7 separate regions of the Mus musculus genome follow, and all the other regions are linked to region 2. A link is a contact called in public HiCAR-type and HiChIP or PLAC-seq data. All regions are on one chromosome and are shown on one strand. The core of a region is the stretch at or near the end of the contact, and the rest is flanking DNA. Distances in the headings are between cores, read along the strand shown. Region 1 has its middle 18 kb from the start of Gm33669. Region 2 has its middle 21 kb from the start of Gm46248. Region 3 holds the start of Disp1 (dispatched RND transporter family member 1). Region 4 overlaps Dnah14 (dynein, axonemal, heavy chain 14). Region 5 overlaps Fam177b (protein FAM177B). Region 6 overlaps Dnah14 (dynein, axonemal, heavy chain 14). Region 7 overlaps Disp1 (dispatched RND transporter family member 1).

The links. HiCAR-type assays count read pairs that join an accessible place to other places. HiChIP or PLAC-seq counts read pairs in DNA pulled down with a chosen protein or histone mark.
Region 1: a FOXA1 HiChIP or PLAC-seq map of pancreatic cancer cells shows a contact between it and region 2. The contact joins two enhancer-like sites. A contact is called at or near these places in 2 of 484 Hi-C or Micro-C datasets (the AML12 cell line and embryonic stem cells) and 6 of 115 datasets of contacts at active chromatin or transcription factors (bone marrow-derived macrophages, embryonic stem cells, forebrain and 2 more).
Region 3: an H3K4me3 HiChIP or PLAC-seq map of forebrain shows a contact between it and region 2, with 6 times the contacts expected there. The contact joins the promoter of Disp1 here to the enhancer-like site in region 2. A contact is called at or near these places in 1 of 39 promoter capture datasets (neural stem cells), 3 of 15 datasets of contacts at CTCF or cohesin (embryonic stem cells, pro-B cells and stem cell-derived epiblast-like cells), 64 of 484 Hi-C or Micro-C datasets (the AML12 cell line, B cells, the BV-2 cell line and 33 more) and 10 of 115 datasets of contacts at active chromatin or transcription factors (astrocytes, bone marrow-derived dendritic cells, embryonic basal ganglia and 7 more).
Region 4: a contact with region 2 is called in a FOXA1 HiChIP or PLAC-seq map of pancreatic cancer cells. The contact joins two enhancer-like sites. A contact is called at or near these places in 1 of 484 Hi-C or Micro-C datasets (the G1E-ER4 cell line) and 2 of 115 datasets of contacts at active chromatin or transcription factors (embryonic stem cells and pancreatic cancer cells).
Region 5: a contact with region 2 is called in an H3K4me3 HiChIP or PLAC-seq map of embryonic basal ganglia, with 6 times the contacts expected there. The contact joins two enhancer-like sites. A contact is called at or near these places in 1 of 484 Hi-C or Micro-C datasets (the P5424 cell line) and 4 of 115 datasets of contacts at active chromatin or transcription factors (acute myeloid leukemia, embryonic basal ganglia, embryonic hindbrain and 1 more).
Region 6: a contact with region 2 is called in a FOXA1 HiChIP or PLAC-seq map of pancreatic cancer cells. The contact joins two enhancer-like sites. A contact is called at or near these places in 1 of 115 datasets of contacts at active chromatin or transcription factors (pancreatic cancer cells) and 1 of 9 other capture datasets (embryonic stem cells).
Region 7: a contact with region 2 is called in a HiCAR-type map of astrocytes, with 2.8 times the contacts expected there. The contact joins two enhancer-like sites. A contact is called at or near these places in 1 of 484 Hi-C or Micro-C datasets (cortical neurons) and 1 of 115 datasets of contacts at active chromatin or transcription factors (astrocytes).

The regions. Positions count from the first base shown.
Region 1 is chr1:181,859,344-181,862,160 of GRCm38.p6, forward strand. No RefSeq gene overlaps it. Among named protein-coding and RNA genes, the nearest start is that of Gm33669, 18 kb to the right of the region's middle. Within about 2 kb of position 1,553, at least 164 of the 459 cell types and tissues checked have an H3K27ac peak or open chromatin away from gene starts, as enhancers often do. A contact at or near this core is called in bone marrow-derived macrophages and pancreatic cancer cells, where this site is marked.
Region 2 is chr1:182,538,187-182,540,955 of GRCm38.p6, forward strand. No RefSeq gene overlaps it. Among named protein-coding and RNA genes, the nearest start is that of Gm46248, 21 kb to the right of the region's middle. Within about 2 kb of position 1,330, at least 186 of the 459 cell types and tissues checked have an H3K27ac peak or open chromatin away from gene starts, as enhancers often do. A contact at or near this core is called in the Ba/F3 cell line, the G1E-ER4 cell line, astrocytes and 20 more, where this site is marked.
Region 3 is chr1:183,219,986-183,222,836 of GRCm38.p6, forward strand. It overlaps Disp1 (dispatched RND transporter family member 1), which reads right to left and starts at 1,544. Exons shown (of 10, transcript NM_026866.3): 1 at 1,338-1,544.
Region 4 is chr1:181,741,368-181,744,067 of GRCm38.p6, forward strand. All of the region lies in intron 59 of Dnah14 (dynein, axonemal, heavy chain 14), which reads left to right. Among named protein-coding and RNA genes, the nearest start is that of Lbr, 100 kb to the right of the region's middle. Within about 2 kb of position 1,279, at least 21 of the 459 cell types and tissues checked have an H3K27ac peak or open chromatin away from gene starts, as enhancers often do. A contact at or near this core is called in pancreatic cancer cells, where this site is marked.
Region 5 is chr1:183,251,576-183,254,616 of GRCm38.p6, forward strand. Fam177b (protein FAM177B) reads right to left here. Exons shown (of 6, transcript XM_030244966.1): 6 at 2,725-2,754. The coding sequence ends at 2,725. Among named protein-coding and RNA genes, the nearest start is that of Fam177b, 23 kb to the right of the region's middle. Within about 2 kb of position 1,351, at least 10 of the 459 cell types and tissues checked have an H3K27ac peak or open chromatin away from gene starts, as enhancers often do. A contact at or near this core is called in embryonic basal ganglia, where this site is marked.
Region 6 is chr1:181,622,517-181,625,216 of GRCm38.p6, forward strand. It overlaps Dnah14 (dynein, axonemal, heavy chain 14), which reads left to right. Exons shown (of 87, transcript NM_001377039.1): 18 at 177-521. The region is part of intron 2 of Gm33612 (a long non-coding RNA gene); the gene reads right to left. Among named protein-coding and RNA genes, the nearest start is that of Gm33612, 3.4 kb to the right of the region's middle. Within about 2 kb of position 1,270, at least 36 of the 459 cell types and tissues checked have an H3K27ac peak or open chromatin away from gene starts, as enhancers often do. A contact at or near this core is called in pancreatic cancer cells, where this site is marked.
Region 7 is chr1:183,153,223-183,155,922 of GRCm38.p6, forward strand. The region is part of intron 3 of Disp1 (dispatched RND transporter family member 1); the gene reads right to left. Among named protein-coding and RNA genes, the nearest start is that of Disp1, 67 kb to the right of the region's middle. Within about 2 kb of position 1,284, at least 65 of the 459 cell types and tissues checked have an H3K27ac peak or open chromatin away from gene starts, as enhancers often do. A contact at or near this core is called in astrocytes, where this site is marked.

The DNA of each region.
Region 1 (2,817 bases), core at 303-2,802, 680 kb before region 2:
ACACTCCCTCATATACAGTAAATCAAGTCCCCTCTGACCACACTCCACTCTATTTTCTTAAGAAATGTCTCTCACTGGACCTGTGTAGCCCACAGAGTCAGCAAGACTGGCTGACCAGGACGCTCCTGCCTCTGCCTCCCCAGCACTGAGATCACAATGCTGCATCATTCTGCTTGTCAAATCTATTTATAATAGATAATAATAATAACAACAACAACAACTGACTTTCCAAAGAACCCTTAAGTTTCCACTTCAGATGACAAATTGACATTGTCATGCATAAATATAGATTGCATCACATTTGTCTGTCTGTTTCTTGTGTGTGTATGTGTGTGTGTATCAGAGTGTATGTGTGTGCATGTGTCAGTGTATATGTGTATGTATATATGTGTATGTGCATGTGTGTGTCAGTGTGTGTGTGTGTGTGTGTGATCACACCCAAGGATCACACAGGGATCACACCCGAGGCTTATGCTCCAACACTAGGGCTGATGAACCCATTTCAAAGGTCTAACACAGAGGCTCTCAACCTGTGGGTTGTGACTCCCTGGTGGGAGGGCTCGAATGATCCTTGTACAAGGGTTACCTAAGAACCCTGGAAAACACAGATTTACGTACTTTTTGCCTGGGACCCCTGCTCCGCCCTGCACAAGCTCTTCATCCATCAACCCAGCCCACACATTGAACACCCCTTTCCTCCTGCTAGAAGAAAACTCCAGGGTAACAGGTCATTACTCCTCATCGCAGTGTTCAGACAACCCACCCAAGAGTGCCCACCCAAGGGCTCAGTTTTTGATCATATATAGGCATAATCCCAGCCCCTAACTGACAGGCCATCACTCCTTACCTAAGTTCTATAAAACCCCCTTGCTTTATACGGGATGCGTGACTCCATTGCCCTTCTGTGAAGTCAGTGAATCCTCCTGAGAGCTGCCTCCTAATAAACCTGCCTTTATCTACTTTTAATCTGGTCTAATCTAGCCTATACTGCATCACTGAGGAAGAGAGAAAGGAATTCAATTACGATTCATAGCAGTAGCAAAGTTACAGTTATGAAGTAGCAACAAAAATGGTTTTGTGGGGCTGACAAGATGGCTCAGCAGTTAACACTGACTGCTCTTCTGAAAGTCCTGAGTTCAATTACCAGCAACCACATGGTGGCTCACAACCATCTGTAAAGGAATCTGATTCCCTTTTCTGGTGTGCGTACACACACACACACACACACACACACACACACACACACACACACTTGTATGGTTGGGGGTCACTACGACATGAGGAAGAGTATTATAGGGTCACAGCATTACAAAGGTTGAGAAGCACGGCTCTAGAAGGTGTGAACCCAGCTAGCCTGCCTCTCCTTACAGCCATTCCTTGTAACGCTGGGTTGTTTGGCAGAAAGCAGGGCTGGGGTGTGGCCTTAGTATTGTTTGGACCTGAGTTTGACCTCACATCCTGAAGCAAGTGGCAGTTGCTGCCCAGCACGGGAGCAGGAAGTGGGTGGGGCTTGCTCCACATGGTGGTTCTTGAGAGAAGAAACAGAAGTCATAACCTCTGCGGTTTGGTTTGTGTTGCAATACGAGCATCAGGAAGCTGCTCTTACAGAGCCTGATGTGTAAAGTTAAGGGCAGATAGAGCCCTGACTGGTGGAGGGGAGGCCCTCCATCCTCCATAGGAACTGTCCAGGCCCTGATAGCTGGAAAAACCATTAAATTTCAGGAAATTTCCCCCAAACATAACTCGGTCCTTAAAACGGAACAGTCAGCCGGGCGTGGTGGTGCACGCCTTTAATCCCAGCACTCGGGAGGCAGAGGCAGGTGGATTTCTGAGTTTGAGGCCAGCCTGGTCTACAGAGTGAGTTCCAGGACAGCCAGGGCTATACAGAGAAACCCTGTCTCGAAAAAAAAACAAAAACAAAACAAACCAAAACAAAACAGGAACAGTCAGAGAATATTTGCAACAATGTAATTTGATCAGCCAGGCCTGATCCCAGCACTTGAGAGGCTGCCTCAAGAGGATTGCTGTGAGTTTGGGACCAACCTGCCTACAACTTGAAATCCTGTCTCAAAAACAAACCACAACAAAAAAGAAAAACCAAAACTACAAAGAACAACAAAACAAATGACACTTGGTTACCCCCCCCCCCCAGGGTCTCACATAGTCTAGGCCAACCTTGAATGACCTTGGATTTCCAATCCTCCTGCCTCCACCTCAGAGGGTTGAGATTACAGGTGTGACTGATCATACTTGGTTTATTCTCTGCTGATGATCTGAGCCCAGGTTCTGTGATTGCAAGATACAGACTCTACCAACACAGCTATGTCCCCAACTCTAGTTAGGGTGCCTTATTCTTAAAGATAAGCAGCTTTAAGATGGGTGTGGTAGCACATGCCAGTACTTGGGAGGCGGAGGCAGGAGGCCAGCCTGGTCTACAGAGAGAGAGTGCAGGGCATCCAGGGATACACAGAAAAACCCTGTCTCAAAAAAAAACAGAAGAAAAAACAAACAAACAAAAACAAAGCAGCCCCTCCCCCCAGGGGTTTACCTTGACTGAAAAACAGCACCCATCAGTAGTGTTACCCAATTTGGGGTTCACAGCTTGTGTACCAACAAAACAGGTTCAGCTAGCCTCTCTCCATAAGACAACTAAAAGAGCCAGACTCACAGTAAAATGTAGAAAAAAAGAGATGTGACCACGTTGAGAAGGACAAAGATGGACTCCCTCTCCCATGTCCATCTTGGGGTCCTGCTTAAAAAGAAGGCAAGGTTCTGCCTAAGTCATCAGTAAGGCATAGTCCTGCCCACCACCAGCTC
Region 2 (2,769 bases), core at 80-2,579:
CATTTGCTTGAAAAATTGTTTTCCAGCCTTTTACTCTGAGGTAGTGTCTGTCTTTGTCTCTGACATGTGTTTCCTGTATGCAGCAAAATGTTGGGTCCTGTTTACGTAGCCAGTCTGTTTGTCTGTCTTTTTATTGGGGAATTGAGTCCATTGATATTAAGAGATATTAAAGAAAAGTAATTATTGCTTCCTGTTATTTTTGTTGTTACAGTTGGGGTTTTGCTCTTGCAGAAGGACCATGCAGAGACTGCCCTATTCAGGGATCCGTTACATAATCAACCACCAAACGCAGACACTATTGCATATGCCAGCAAGTTTTGCCGACAGGACCCTGATGTAGCTGACTCTAGTGAGGCTATGCCAGTGCCTGACAAATATAGAAGTGGATGCTCACAGTCATCTATTGAATGGAACACATGGCTCCCAATGGAGGAGCTAGAGAAAGTACCCAAGGAGCTGAAGGGGTCTATAACCCTATAGGAGGAACAACAATATGAACTAACCAGTATCCCCTGAGCTCATGTCTCTAGCTGCATATGAAGCAGAAGATGGCCTAATCGGCCATCATTGGGAGGAGAGGCCCTTGGTCTTACAAAAATTATATGCCCCAATACAGGGGAATACCTGGGCCAGAAAGCAGGAATGGGTGGGTTGGAGAGCAGGGTTGGGGGGAGGTATAAGGGACTTTTGGGATAGCATTTGAGTTGTAAATGAAGAAAATATCTTTTTAAAAAAAAAAGTACTCAGAAGTACTCAGGAGGTTCAGGAGCCGGACCAAAGTTTGGTCACACAAAGAATCTTTGTGTAGGTGCTGGTGGAGGCCAGAGGCGAACCTTGCAGGTACACAGAGGCCAAAGAGTGTATGATGTGGTGACCTGTGACAGTGTATCAAAGGGAAGGAGCCTGTGTGATAGGTGTGGTTGGAGAGGGATCAATATAGACCCTGTCACAGGAGAGCCAAGGGCATGGAGATGCACCCCTGGGAGCAAAGCTCTGGCCAGAAGCAATCTCCTACACCCCCAGCCCAGCTGACTCCCTCTCCTGCAGACCTGGGAAGGACTTGGGTTTCTTGATGACAATGACACCCTGCATCTTCCCCACCCCCCACTCCCCACGCCAACACCCACCTCCTATTCCCTCACAATGGCACCCAGCGCTCTCATCCCAGTCACACTGACAGCTGTCAGGAGAGAACTTCTGTCTTTACTCTTGTGTGGAGCTCAGACGGTTTCTTTGAGTACAGACAACTGCAAAGTTCCCTGAGATTGCCTGAGCAAACATGAATCCTCTAAATACCCAAACCGTGCAGGGACCAGTCGGTGGTGGATGATGTCACAACCAGTCAGAAAGGACAAAATGGCGGCTGCAAAGGCCTCTTTGATGTTTCGTTGGCTCCACCGTGTGGCAAAATATAGTAATGTTATTTCAAGAAAAAAATTAAGTCAGCAGTACAGAAAAGAAATCTCTACCTAAAAGGCCTTTCCAGCATAAGCAATTAAAATTAGCAAAGTGCACTGGTGTATTTATCAATATTCAGATTTCAAAGCCCTCTGGCTGATACCAACTCCTTCACAATATGTATGTAATATCTGTCTCTGTTATTCATGCATTTACCAATTGTCCATCATAGCCGATCTATGTATGTATGTGTATGTATCTATAATCAATTTATCATCTATCTATGTGTCTGTCTATAATCTTACTATTATATATCTATAATCTATTTGTATCATCATCTATCTACAATCTATTATTCATATTTCTATCATCTATCATTATCTATGTATCTATCATCTATCATCACAATCTACTCATCTACCTAATTATCTGTCTATCTATCTATCTATCTATCATTCATCTACCATCTCTCTATCAATCAATTATAGCCTATCAATAATCTATCATTATCTATCATCTATTATATCTGTCTATAGTCTATCACAATCTACCTATTATCTATCATTTATCTATCATCTCTCACTCACTGTCTCTATCATTTATCTACCATTTATCTATCTGTTATCTCTTACACTCTTTCTATCCTCTATTATCTACCTATAATCTGTCTACCTCTACTTTTAACATGCACACAGGAATCTGCCTCTAAGAACCCTTCGTTTTGTGTTTGTCCCTGCTGGCTGAGGCTTGGGGACTGTGGTAGGCTGAGTAACAGCTTCCTGAAGATGACCACACCCTAATTTCCCAAAGCTGCACTGTGGTACTTTGTAGGGTAAAAAGGAGGCCAGGAAGTGAAGCGATGCGAGGCAGAGGCAGTCCATAAACCACAGTATGCAGTCAGTGTCTAAACACAGAGGGTGGCAAGTGCATGAACTCCTGCATGCAGGGGAGCTCTGGATGTAATCTAGTGAGGTTGACTGGGACCCTTCAGCTCTTGAGCCACTCCATTTGTCACTGCAGCCGTAAGAAAGTCATGCAGCAGGAGGGTGCCACTCCGTATGGAGCCTGGGAGGCCGAACCGTAACTACTTTCCCTATGCTTTGGGGATTGGTTCTCAGGCACATCACTCAGGACATGGCTGTGGAGCAAGTTCTCAGCAAAGGGAGTGGAAAGACGATTTCTTTGTGGGATGCTGGCGTGACCTTTGGGGTCCACTGCTACAAATAGCCGAAGATGGATGAGTCTGTCCAGTGTCTGATGTCTGGCAAGTTTAGGATCATCACTCCGGAGCCTCTGGATCCCTCTATGTCTTATTATTTTCTGTCTTAAAGGTTTCAATTTTCACATGTTAATTATACACCAGACTTTTAT
Region 3 (2,851 bases), core at 294-2,793, 680 kb after region 2:
GGGGGCTCACAGGTTTTAAATCAAGATTAGATAAAATCAAGCCTTATCAGATAAGCAACAAGTCTACCTCAAAAAACGAAATTAAAGGGCCTGGAGAGATGGTTCAGCCGTTATGAACACTGGCTGCTCTTCCAGAGGACCTCAGTTTGCTTCCTAGCACCCACATGGCAGGCAGCCCACAACTCTAGAGACAGGCACTGTGATGCCCTCTTCTGGTTTCTGAGAACAACAGGCCCACATGTGGTGCCCAGACATACATGCAGGCAATAACACCCATACACATAAAAACAAACAACTTAAAAAAGAAATGAAGAGATGCAAAAAGAAATCAACCCAACAGTTAGCCCCATGACTTCAGAAGACTGCCTTCAATGTCTTCATTAATATGTTAAAGCACTATGTTAGGTGCATCCTGCATTACATCAGCTGTGCCACCCAACAAACCGTTCTTATAATAACTTGTCTCACTGCAGCACAAATCTCAAGTAAGTCAGTGAGATACCGGGTTATGGATAAATGCACAGTGCTTTCTGGTTTGTTTGTATGTTTGTATTTGTTTCTTCAAGTAGTTCAGGTCAGACCACCAAGTAAGATGTAAGTTACCAGTACTGGCAAATACCGGGGGATAAAATTAAGATTGTAACTCTTGGGAAGGGAAACACTTGAAGCAATCAGTATACACCAGCCTCCATCAGTGACAGTACTCTGGCTTTGCCTAGTTATGCTCAGTGTGTGGCAAGAATCCAATCTATTTAACATCTAAAAATGTGTCACCCCATTGAGAAGCAAACAGTAAGTCATAAAGTGCAAACATGAAGGTGCAAGCTTTGTCCAGATACTTACAAGCTCACTCCACGACAAAGGAAGTGGGACAACCTGAACTCCGCAAGGTAGAGAAGAGTCTAAAATGAAAACTTCAGTGGGCTTGCTTGTCTGAATCAAAGACCTAAAGTCCTATTAGTCTGACAAAGCCTGAACGGGAGCTAAGTGAGTAAGAGTTCAGGTTTTCCCTACGAATGTTGGGTATTCCCCTCCGAAGACCACTGGAAGAGGGGAGAAGTCTTAAGAGAAAGAAAGCAATGTATTGCAAAGAAAGCAATGCTGAGCATGCAAGCCTTGGCTGCTCATCTCGCAGATGAGTTAGGTCAAGACGTCCTTCTCATCTTTAACCCCGAGGGTGAAAAGAGCTGCCTCTGGAGCGTCTCCCTGCAAGCCCCCCAAGGCCATCTCGGGCCACCTTCCCTACGAGCCTGGGGACGCGGACACACCCCCATGGAAGATGTCACCTCGGCCTCCTCAGCCCCTCGCAGCCACCCTCCGCCGCCAGCCGTCCTCACCCCGAGATCCCTGCTCTCCCGCCGCGCCGACTCCCGCGTGCCTCCTCGGCCTCCCCGGACCGCGGGGACGCAGCGCCGAGAAGCATCCACACCGACCACGGGCGTCCGGGACACTGAGGCTCCGAACTCTGCTCCAGCCGGAGCTCGCGGATCCTGGCCCGGAGCCGCGCTTCCGCCTGGCGCGGGCCGCGGTCGCCAGCGGGACCGGAAGTCCCGCCTCCGGCTATGGGCCCAGGCCTCCTGCTACTCAAAGCCGCTGCAGCTGGGCTGGGGTGCAGAGGCACATGCATCTCCTGTCTCCGTCTTAGCTGTCACTTAGCCAGTCTACAAATGCTGGGCCAGGTGTCCACTAGATGACTCTGAGACCGACCTCTGAGCCCACATTCTGGTTGAAAGTTGAGCTAAACAAAAGCAGTAGCTAATCAGACACCGCGAAGGACTATGTTTTATTTAATTCATTCAGACTGTTTCTTTTCTCCATCACTCATGAAACAAGAAAATGGTAGACGGAGAACCACACCTTGACACACTGTCTAGTTATCTTTAGCTCTTGTTTTTTGTTAAAACCTACTTTCATGTCAGGACTCTAAGGATAACTAAGAGGCATTGAAGTCAAGGCTGGGGACTCTTGTATCTCCTTATCCTTCACAATGTAGCAATTTTGAATAATTCTCTTTTTCTGCTTTTTACTATTAATTTGGGTCCTTTAATTGGCTTACTGAGGATAGGTGGCTGAACCTGGTGTGTTGGAGCACAGGCTGTAACCCTACAAGAAGCACAATTTGTTGTAACACAGCAGTGCTGTGGGAATGGTATGGTGTGTAGAGTTGAGCAAGAAGACGGACTATAAATAACAATTTCAGTTGAGACTGAATTAAAGAACAAATAAGAGTTAAAGTAGGCAAGGACATGCATAGCAGTATACCAGAAAGTAAGAGCCTGTCTTGTTCAGGCAACTGCATAGAAGTACAGTCAATTAAAGTCCAAGACCTCAAAGGCAAGAAAAAAACATAGACAAGACCAGATGTTGCTGTACTTTCGTAGTGGTTTGTAGATTTGGCCCCCCCAAAGATTCGTGTTTGAATGCATGGCCCACAGGGATTGATACTATTAGAAGATATGTCATTGTTAGAAAAGGTGTGGCCTTGTTGGAGGACATGTGTCACTGTAGGGGTGGGCTTTGAGGACTCCTAGTGCTCAAGCTCTGCCCAGGATGGAAGAAAGGCAAAATGCAGAACCCTCAGCTCCTTTACCAGCACCATGTCTGCCTGGCTGCTGCCATGTTTCCTGCCATGACGATAATGGACTGAACCTCTGAAACTCTAAGCCAGCCCCAATTAAATGTTTGCCTTGGTCCTAGTGTCTATTCACAGCAATGGAACCCTAACTAAGACAACTTTATACCAAATATTTTAGCTTCAAATTTCATACAACAGAGTCAATGGAGTCACCATTAGAATAGACAAAACAGCGGATCCTGGGGTTGCCCAGAGTGACTGTCCTAGCTAACAAAG
Region 4 (2,700 bases), core at 29-2,528, 800 kb before region 2:
TACATCAGTGCTTCTGTGTCTATAAAATGCCATCTATAAAAGATAGACACAAATACAAAATAATGAATTCAAATCTACCTTTCCTGTGGGAGCCTCGGGGCCAGCAACTACAGCGGATCATAAGGAGACAGTCCGCACCTCCCCTGCATGCATCTGGAGGCCACCCCACCATGGAGAGACTGAGGGATCTAACATGGAAAAATCAGTTCTTGTTAGATTGTTTCTCACCGATGTAGACAGTGGAAGCAAGGCGATGGCTGGAGGTGCCATTCCCTGTGGCTTTGGGGCTAATACCAAAAAACAAGTGGCCAGATGCCTGCAGCACAGATGGCCAAGAACATGTGCCATACTGCCTCAAAGAGCATTATGGGTCACAGCTCTGGCTGAGAATATATAGAAGAAAAACATACACACACACACAACACACACACACAAAGCAGGAAGCCTCAGGCGTGATTAGATCCATCTTCGTCGTTGCTGATGGTGCTGTTGTGGTTCTTGTTGTTGGACTATCTCTGACTTGTTCTTTGATAGTCTTACACATCTCCAATGTATCTTGACCATGCCCATCCCAGCACTCCACCTCCCTCGCCTCCAGCCTCTCTCCTTGCGTCTTCCCACAGACTCTCACGTCCCTCCCTAGCCTCTTTTCTTCTTTTTTTTCTTGCTCTGAGTCCAGATAGCCCTGTTTGCTGGGATGTTGAGTGGATCTTGTTGACGCAGGCTCACCCGGGTGAAAATAGCTGCAGTGGAACCCGAGCACCATGCTATGTCCTGTCCAGAAGACAGCCTTTCATGGTTCTTCTCCCAGCCTCCAGCTCTCACATGCTTTCCTCTGCCTTTGTAACTTTTTTTATGGTGCCAAGGACTCAGGTGTGCTAGACAAGCAGTCTGCCACTCACTTCCTCCCACTGCCCCGAATACATAACCAGAACCCAGGAGACAACGAGAATCTGTCTCGTGACAGCCCCCTGGAGAGAAAGTAAATGGATAGGAATCAGCCTTGGAATACTTCTCACAAATATCCAGAATTCTCACATGCCAGAACAACAGAGCTCCAGCTGAGAGTCAGAACCAGGGCAGATGAGTCACACCTAGATGGGCTTCAGGCCCCACAGGACAGTTACCCTACTAAGAGCCCATAGCCCATTGCAGGCCTGTTGTGCATCCAGCAAACAAGTCATTAAAATAAAAAAAGCCCCTTTGTCAGGCACCTTTGGACAGACTCCATTCAGGCTGTCTTATAATATGTTGAATGAGAGTAGCTGTAGTGAGGACTCCCACTGAGAAGCTAAACCACAGTCAGACGCTCTGTACAGAGCAGAGCTCCATCACTCAGCTGGTGTGTCTAGACATCCTGGCAGTTATACAACTCTGCCCCAGCTGGGCAGCAGGAATTATGAGTAGTCTTGTATGATGAATACATCCCAGCCTGGCATTTACCTGATAATTTAGTGTAGCCTTGATCACCCTCTCCTAACCTGGGGTCAGTGTCAGATTTCATTGACTTTTGTCTGCGACATCAGGTGGGCTGAAAGACTGCCAGTTCAGTGCAGAGCGGTTGGGATAGTTGGAACACAGGCTAAAGAAGCCACAGTAAGTTCAGAAGTGAATCTTGCCCTCTTGCTCCAGTGGAGGTGTCTACCTTCCAGGGTGTTTCCTCTTGCTCCAGTGGAGGTGTCTACCTTCCAGGATGTTTCCTCTTGCTCCAGTGGAGGTGTCTACCTTCCAGGATGTTTCCTCTTGCTCCAGTGGAGGTGTCTACCTTCCAGGGTGTTTCCTCTTGCTCCAGTGGAGGTGTCTACCTTCCAGGGTGTTTCCTCTTGCTCCAGTGGAGGTGTCTACCTTCCAGGGTGTTTCCTCTTGCTCCAGTGGAGGTGTCTACCTTCCAGGGTGTTTCCTCTTGCTCCAGTGGAGGTGTCTACCTTCCAGGGTGTTTCCTCTTGCTCCAGTGGAGGTGTCTACCTTCCAGGGTGTTTCCTCTTGCTCCAGTGGAGGTGTCTACCTTCCAGGGTGTTTCCTCTTGCTCCAGTGGAGGTGTCTACCTTCCAGGGTGTTTCCTCTTGCTCCAGTGGAGGTGTCTACCTTCCAGGGTGTTTCCTCTTGCTCCAGTGGAGGTGTCTACCTTCCAGGGTGTTTCCTCTTGCTCCAGTGGAGGTATCTACCTTCCAGGGTGTTTCCTCTTGCTCCAGTGGAGGTGTCTACCTTCCAGGGTGTTTCCTCTTGCTCCAGTGGAGGTATCTACCTTCCAGGGTGTTTCCTCTTGCTCCAGTGGAGGTGTCTACCTTCCAGGATGTTTCCTCTTGCTCCAGTGGAGGTGTCTACCTTCCAGGGTGTTTCCTCTTGCTCCAGTGGAGGTGTCTACCTTCCAGGGTGTTTCCTCTTGCTCCAGTGGAGGTGTCTACCTTCCAGTGTGTTTCCTCTTGCTCCAGTGGAGGTGTCTACCTTCCAGGATGTTTCCTCTTGCTCCAGTGGAGGTGTCTACCTTTCAGGATGTTTCCTCTTGCTCCAGTGGAGTTGTCTACTTTCCAGGATGTTTCCTCTTGCTCCAGGGGAGGTGTCTACCTTCCAGGATGTTTCCTCTTGCTCCAGGGGAGGTGTCTACCTTCCAGGATGTTTCCTCTTGCTCCAGTGGAGGTATCTACCTTCCAGGATGTTTCCTCTTGCTCCAGTGGAGGTGTCTACCTTCCAGGGTGTTTC
Region 5 (3,041 bases), core at 101-2,600, 710 kb after region 2:
TACAATTTGAGTTTGTTTGTTTTTAGAGGAAACCTCCTTGCCTTGCATCCTGTTTCAGTGATTCCATAATCAACCCAGCTGCATTTTGTTATAGTTGATTTTTTAATATTTGCCTCTCCAGTGAACTAGAAGCGCCTTCACAGCATAGAGCCTGGTACAAGATAAGTATTTAGTAAACATTTCAAGAATGATCAAACGGAACTGGCAAAATGACTTGACAAGTAAGGTTACTTGCCACCAAGTCTGAGGATCTAAGTTTGATACCTGGGACCCACACAGTGGAAGAAAACTGACACTTGCAAACCTGTCTTTTGACATCAACATCAGCACCATACCAAGCGATCCCCTCAGTAGAATAAATGTGCTTTCTAAAAAGGAGTGAATAAACAAATTTAAAACCTACACTGAATGATTTCCTTACCCAGGCTGCTGACTGACTGTGTGCTCTGCATGGTTTAGGCTGACTGTGTGCTCTGCATGGTTTAGGTGGCATTTGCCTAGGTCTGTGTCACATCTGTGTCTATGGACTCTTCCAAGTCCTTTCTCCTTTGTATGTTCTTTACTTCTAGCCTCTCTCTCAGAACGGATGCCTGGGGTAGGAATGTGCATTAGACTCCTTCAATAGAGAGGTAGGGCTGAGGACTGAGAAGTGGAACCGATGGCCCAGAAATCAAAGCTCACCCTTGGAATGCCCTGACCCTGAATCACAAAAGGTGCTAAGATCTTGAAGTCCCACTTCCTGATTCATCAAAAAGACCAAAGGATGAAGAGTACCTTCAGACCCTCTTGGATTCCAGGAACCAACATGTCACCTGACAGTAGATAGCCTTCAACAATATCACGTGGAAGGGATAAGGAAGGGGAGGGAGAGAAGCAAGGGAGAGTAGCTTCGAGCTGTAAAATGGTTTCGCTAAAACTGTCATCAGAACCCAGTTCTCTCCCCCAGTCCGGCTCAAATGCCACCATCTTTTTGGCATCTTTAGCGTCACTGATCACATAAGGAATGGCATCTACTTCCCTCTTCCTGACGGCAACTTAATTATGAAAGCAATCTTCTCACATCGCCGCCACAGCTGCTACTTCCAGGTACCTGAAATGCCGGTGCCCCAGCTGTCTTGATTGAGGCCCAGTTTGTAGGAAAACAAGACAAAATACTTTGCTGCCTTGATTCTGGTGGGAATTTAATTTAATTAGCATCTGATTTACACAATGCACTTCTGACAGCTGTGTTTGTAGAGTCTCCGTGGAAGCGAGAAATTACCATCCATTGAAATCATCATCTAGACTTATTTATCATCCTGCCGCATCTTCCCAGCCTTGAGCGCTGGGGACTTCTGTGTCTTTCTGGCACGCTTCAAGAAGGTTAAGGTAAATAATACTAAAGTGAGTGCACCGGGCTTTGCAGGGGTGCTTAGTGCAGGCTTGTTCTGCAGCCTTAATCGGGTCAGGGCTGGAAGGGAGAGGCCTTGGAGGCTTGATCAAAGGGCAGATGCCTTTTCATGTTGGGTTTTAAGAAAGATGAAAGATCTCAAATGAAAAAATGCTTAACACCTGGGCAGGAGCTGCTGGCCACTCTGAGGAGGGTGGCTCAGGGTGGATGGGAGAGACCGAGGGTAGACACACACCGGGACTTCTTCAGGACCTACAGCTTGACTGAGGCAACTAAGAAATTGGGGGAGGGGGAAGTGCTTAGGTTAGTGACTGCCTGGCTCATAAGAAATCCTTGTTGGGGCTGGTGAGATGGCTCAGCGGTTAAGAACACTGACTGCTCTTCTAGAGGTCCTGAGTTCAATTCCCAGCAACCACACGGTGGCTCATAGCCATCAGGAATGAGATCTGATGCCCTCTTCTGGTGTGTCTGAAGAGAGCAACTGTGTACTCACATACATAAAATAAATAAATCTTTAAAAAAAAAGAAAGAAAAAGAAATCCTTTAGCCCCTGCTTTACAGGTCTTTTACTTAAAGGGTTTACAAGTGTTACTATGTATCTTGTAACTGGGAAGCCTCCCTCAGGGACCGAGAGACATTCTGGAGAATATAGTCATTTGTAGAATAAGATGGCCTCCTCCAAAACTCCATGGGAAGGCAGGATCCTAGCTTGTATCATCCCTGGCTGATGCACACAGTTAATATAAGTTCCTGCCCAGCCACCGGCCTGTTAAGTCCTCTACTGTCCGTTCCCTCTAATGTGCCTCAATCAAAATGGCACTAAGTTCCTCCTCCTTCTTCTGTACATGTTAAAATAAGTCTCCCCTTTTCAAAGTGTTGCACAGCAGATCCTGCGAGGCACCTCCAAGTCTGATCTTAGGATGATCCTGAGCTGGATCAAATAAAAGTCTCCGAACAATGGAGTTCTATGCTCAGAGCAGGGAGCTAATTGAAAAGTGCTGACCAATATTACAGCAAAGGACTAGAACAGTAAAAGCCTTGAAGGATACCAGCAAAACCCAAGATATTGCTGGACTCATTGACTCTCAAAAGCCCTGGAAACCCCACTCACTAGCCAATCAGAGTGAACCTGCCTCCCATTTCCTGGTTAGCTAATTTTTCAACAAAGCTTTTTCCTTTGTCATAGTATTGGCTTCTCTGTACATGGGTGTATTTGTTTCCTTGCTCTGGAGTCATCCAGACAGGACTGAAGGATCTTCAGAATGGTTAAGCCCAATCAGTTCACTATCCCTTGTGTTGAATAAACCAATCATCTAAAGAATTATTAGTGTGGCTTAATAGATCATTATCACACCGGGCAGGGCCTGTGAGATAAGATATGTACACATGAAGCTCAGAGAAGGGAGAACATGTGTCTAAATTTGGGTGCAAGGAGGGGGAAGGGTATTCAAAGAAGTGACAGGCGATTGGAGTCTAGAATGAAAAGACTATTTCATTGCAGGTGATAGTCTTGATGGGAAGAGATAAGAGTTAGAAATCCCAAGGGGAGAAAGTATGCAGAGATTAAAAATCATGATATAAGACCACTTTCAGGGAGCAAGGAACTTTGCTGATTGAGATAGGAAAGAGAGATGAGTTAGGCATTGTCCAG
Region 6 (2,700 bases), core at 20-2,519, 920 kb before region 2:
TAGTCTTGTTTCCAACATATGGCAATATTTAATTCCAGTTCTAAACAGAATGAATTGTACAAAGACCATCATTTGACAGTAACCATCAGCTTGCCCAACAATGCAGATAAAAGCTTTTAGTAAGGCTTCTATTTCCAGGTGGAACATGCTAACCATCTTGACGTTTTCATTCACAGATTGTGACTCTGCTGACTATTATTGGTAATTCAGTGGGCTTGGTTAGCGACTACAGCTGCAGGTTTCTGAAATATTGTTACATAGTAGAAAAGGCCAAAGTCATGACTACAAAACTGCCATTCATGACGAACTTGACATCCATCGAGTTTAAAAGAATAATACATAAATTCAGAAGCTACCTAAAGCAAATCGTGACCATGACTATTGAGATACGTATTGGAATTTTTTATGTGAATAGTCTGGATTATCAATTAGCATGCTTACCATATGTTGATGGCATCATACAAATGAGCTACAACCTGTTACAATGTACCATTGAGGAAAAAAGTGCAAATCTATTAGAAGTAAGTCTTTATTTTTTTCCTCTTTTTTGTTGAATTAATTATTAATGAATCCCAGCTTGAAGGGGGGGGGGTCACTTCCCACCTCAAACATTTATGTTCCCAAGTGAGACACACATACACAGCCTTTATATTTTTATATGCCTTAAGCAGCACAATAGCTGGCCTCCACGCTGCGAGAACCTGCCCCAACCTGCAGGACTTGTTTAAACAACAGGATTCTCGAGGGAAGGGAGCTACAACAACAAATTTTGGGATTAGAAGACACAAAAGAAGGATGCAAGACAAAAATTCTGTTCAAGCCTCGTTTACTCAGGGGAGATGGGGGGCTTTTTAAAGCTGAAAACCGCAAACAGAATTTGCTCAGGTACACAGGCCAAACCACAGTGCTAGGTAACACACTAAGGTCAAAGGAATGTCCCCATTGTAAAAGGTCCAGAAAGGAGTGCCCTCATTGTAAAGGGAAAGGAATGCCCCACATTGTAAATGTCCTGAGTCAATTACAAAACGGAAGCAAGATAGTGGAAGAAGCAAAAGAGTGTTAGATAATGGCCCTGGAACAAGATTCCAGAGGCTTCTGGGGCCCCAACAAGAACCTACCTCTGCCAGTAATTCCTAGTTACCACTTATTAATTCTTATGTTCCATCTTGGTTACTCTTCACTCCAATTAGACATCTGGGTGCTCTCCTTGCTTCTCTACCCCATGGCAGACTCTGTCTCTCCTCCCTCCACACTCTCCTAAGCCATCTCCCCTTCCTCTCCTCCCGTCCCAAGCCCAGGAAACGCCAAGCTCTCGCCTCTGTCTGTCCTCCCCAGCTCTCAGCTGCTGCTTTCTTTATTTACCAGTCAGAGCTAACTGAGGGCAGGTTCCCAGAAGCTATGTGCAGACCCTATCGTGCAAACAGTTTTTTGGGGGAGCATAGTTAGCATTCATAATACAAGCAGGTACACCTTTTCATAAGAAAATTTCAGATTAGATTATAACTTGATGATATACAATCAAAAATACATATAAGTATTATACTCAGAAAATCCCAAAGTACTGTGATTACATTTGTTTTTGTGTTTAGTCTTTATCTGTGTATAAGTGCATTTCTGTATGTGAATGTGACACATACATTTGCCATAACATGTGGAGGTCAAAAGGCAAACTTCAGGAGTTGTTTGACACAGTGTCTCTTGTTTGTATCACATAAACCAGATTAGAGGCCCTTGGGCTTCCAGAAATTCTTCTCCACTTGATTTGGCCGTAGGACTCCTGGGATTATAGACATGCATGCTCTTGTGTAGTTTATGGAGATGCAAACTTTGGTCCTCACACTTGCAAGTACTTTACCCAACTCAGTCCCTCCTCAGCACTTACATGTGTGTTTTATTAAATATCACTTCCTTTAGAACTTTCTGTAACTACGTGGAAGACTGCGCCCCATGTCACTGCCCATCTCTTTTTTTTTTTTTTTTTTTTTTTTTTTTTGGCTTTATAACGCACATCATTGTCTGACATCATTGTTCCCCATAGACTCACTAGGCTATGGCTTGTCTGCTTTGTAGAACAAATATGGATCCCAGTATCCTAGCTGTTGCCTGTACCAGCATCCTCCCATAGTACCCAAGACAGGTTTCAAGACCAGAGTTTATGATAACAGCTATCATTTTTTTTTCTTTATCCAGCCAGACTTCCAATACTTCTTAAACCCAAAGTTACAAGCTGCCCATCGACTGTGCCTCTGCAGTATAACTGTGAGAGGATAGCAGCATTCTCACACATACCAAGTCTAATGTTGCATCAAACCTTATCCAAAGTAGCGAACAGAGCTTGAGTGGGCCAGGAATAATTTTCAAGAAAGATGTTAATTGCAAAAGGAGAAGCGCCAGTGGCGTGGAAGCGGAGTTGACAGGCAGGATATTGCAGGCAGGAGTTAATGTAGCTAGATTCAGTTGCACATGACTCCCACGTGCAACAGCAACAGCAACAGAGCTGTCGCCTACACAAGTTAGAACTAATTTCTCTTGTGGGAAGTAGTAGTGCCCACATAGTGACTTGTAGCAGGGACGGTAGGGAGGGCCACCTATATATAAACACCGGGGGCCACGTAGCCACAAAAAAACATCTACAGGAGTACCTAATTTAGGACTGCCTGAGAGACCAAGGATTGGTGGTGCCAGCCAATGCCAGCCAAT
Region 7 (2,700 bases), core at 34-2,533, 610 kb after region 2:
AGGCCCTGCCTTTGAAAATGTGAAAGTTAATACAAGGTCAGTTTATTACAGTTCCACATTTGTCTGCAAGGAGAGCTTTCTTGACATGAAAAAAGTGTTAAATTTCAGAGGAGAGAAACCTCTGATTTTATTTTATTTATATATACATATACATATATCCAAAGCATTTCAGGCATTACAAAGTAACAAGTCTGCAGACAGATGACCTAAGAATATAATCTTGAGATACACAAGGATTTAAAAACAAAGCTTAATATTAACAGCTCTGGGCAGCTTCCAAAATATTTCTGGTTTGCAATATAGGATTTCAAAATGTGATATTATACTTTTACAATAGAAGTTCTTGGCAGGAAATCTCCTGCTAAAATGAAGAACAATATATCTTGACTTTAATCTAATTAGAACATTCTCTTAAGGGTTTCAGTTGTATCTTGTTACAAAGCTCTCCACTGAATATAAATGAAAGCAGTGTGCGCCGAGTGCAGATTCTGCCAACAAACTGAACTCTTCCGTAATGCGGATGCTGTGTGTCCATGAGGAGAGTTACACTTGCCTTCTTCACAGCATGAAGAAAAGAAGTGTGCAAGCTCATCTTCTAAAGGTTAGGTATTATAGGAAACTCCGTGTCATCTGAATACATGACTAATACACACACATCATCTTCTTTGATATAAAACGAAATTGTACAGAAGCGTATATAAAACTCAAATCCTCTTTCATCTTTCTTTCTATTTATACTTTTATAGTGTTTATTCTTGTACATTTGTATGTTATAATGTTTTTGGCAAAGAAAGAACCTGAAACCACCCAAACTCTAAAGCTGAAGACACTGGCAGTAGGTATTTCACGAATGAGGGGGAAGCTGCTTCAGATGTTGAAAACACATACATTAACAATTCAAACGTTCAAACAGTTCAAAATTGTGAAAATCACCCTCAATCTTGCTTCAGACATTTGTTTATAAGATAAAATTCTGTGAGATGGCTATAAAAAGATAAGAAATAAGGTTAGATAAGAAATAAAAAAGATAAATAAATGAGCAAGGGAGTAAGGGTTTTATTTATGTCAGAATTAAAGATTATGAAAAAACACAAGATATCCTGGAAGGGCAGTGTTGTCAGACTTAAAATTCGGGCTTGGCTGAAAGCAAACATTGATGTAAATGGACTGCACTGGCAACCAGGCTTGGACCCTGGACAGTTCAAAGGGCCCTGAATCCTTAAGGGCATGGCAGAGTCCACTCAGCAGAGCCACTTAAAACCCTGAAATGGTGTGAGTCTGCTGGCTCACACTGCTGGCCTGTCTCCCCGTCTCCCTAGTTACTCAGAGGACTAAGGCAGCAGGATCAGTGAAGTTCAGGAATTCAAAACTACTTTGTGTAAGAAAGCAATACCCCACCCCCATCTCAAAAAGAAAAACAAAATCACAATATGGAAACAAAAACCATCTCGATGTGCCATCCACCGCAGGGAAGCAGCTGTGGCCTCAGTCACTGGAAGTGACTCCATACTGAAACCCTCAGCAGGGCCTAGCTGCCTACAGTCACTCACAGTGGCAGAATTATGTTTCTCCTGAGGAGCCAGCAGTGACAGCTCCAGCTCCAGCGTTGGGAAGTGTGACTGTGACAAGGTGCTGTCCCAACCCCGCTGGGGTAACTTACCAAAGTCTGGGGCCAGGCAGAGCCTGCAGAAGGCATCTCAACCACTTCAGGAGAGAAAACAGGGCTCCTTGTTAACACATTCAGGTCCTACTCACATAACCTAGTTGGCAGTTCTAATGCCAGTGTGGGAGGAAACTCTTTCATGCGTGTAAACTCCTCAGTTACAAAACTCACACCTTAATCTTACCATGAAAATGGCCTGACATGCAGAGCAAAGCATTGGTTTAGGCACTGAATTGGTGAAGAAATGACAAAGAAGAGAGGCACCCAGACACTTTGAGTACAAAGCATAACAACAAAAACCAAGCTTACACCATTTTTAAGCTGTGTGGGCGGGTGGATGGGGTGTAGAAAACAATGTGTGGGAGTCAGTTCTCCTTCAACTATGGGGTCCTGGAGATCAAACTCGGGTATCAGGCTTGCTAGCAAGCACCTTATCTGCAGAGCATTCTCTTCAGTCCTTACACAGTTACTCATCTCGAGAAAAGTACTGCATTTCCTAGGTAGGGCACTGCATTGAAGTTCCAAGTTAAGTTGTCAACAGGGTACTGCCAAGATGACTTTTGCCTTAAAACAAAACAGCAATTCATCCAGAAGAAAGATTCATACTACAATATTAGTATTAGTACTCGTACTTTGCAAAGGCCTGTCATTGCCAGTACCTTACACAACAGGGAAATAAAGGATATAAAAATAGCTCTGAGGAGCCACAGAAATGAAGCTAGCAAGCTCTGCTTTGTTCCTAAGTTAAGGCGTGAGCTTTGTCGAGCTGCTAGTTAGTTATCTCAGTTGCTCTGCTGGTTAGTTACCTCAGTGTCCAAGGCTCCCTACGAGCTCCACTTAGTGGTCTACAGTCTCATTCCCTCAGGATGCCTCAGCGAGGAACATGATGCACCCCCCTCCCACCCCTGTGGGACCTTAGGCAATGTAATCCTCCCTCCTTCCTCTGCCAAGTGTGATGCCTTGGAATTCACATCCACACCCTGCTGGCTTTGCTGGGAGTCAGACCAGCACCAAGAATCAGGCTCAGACCTTTCCTA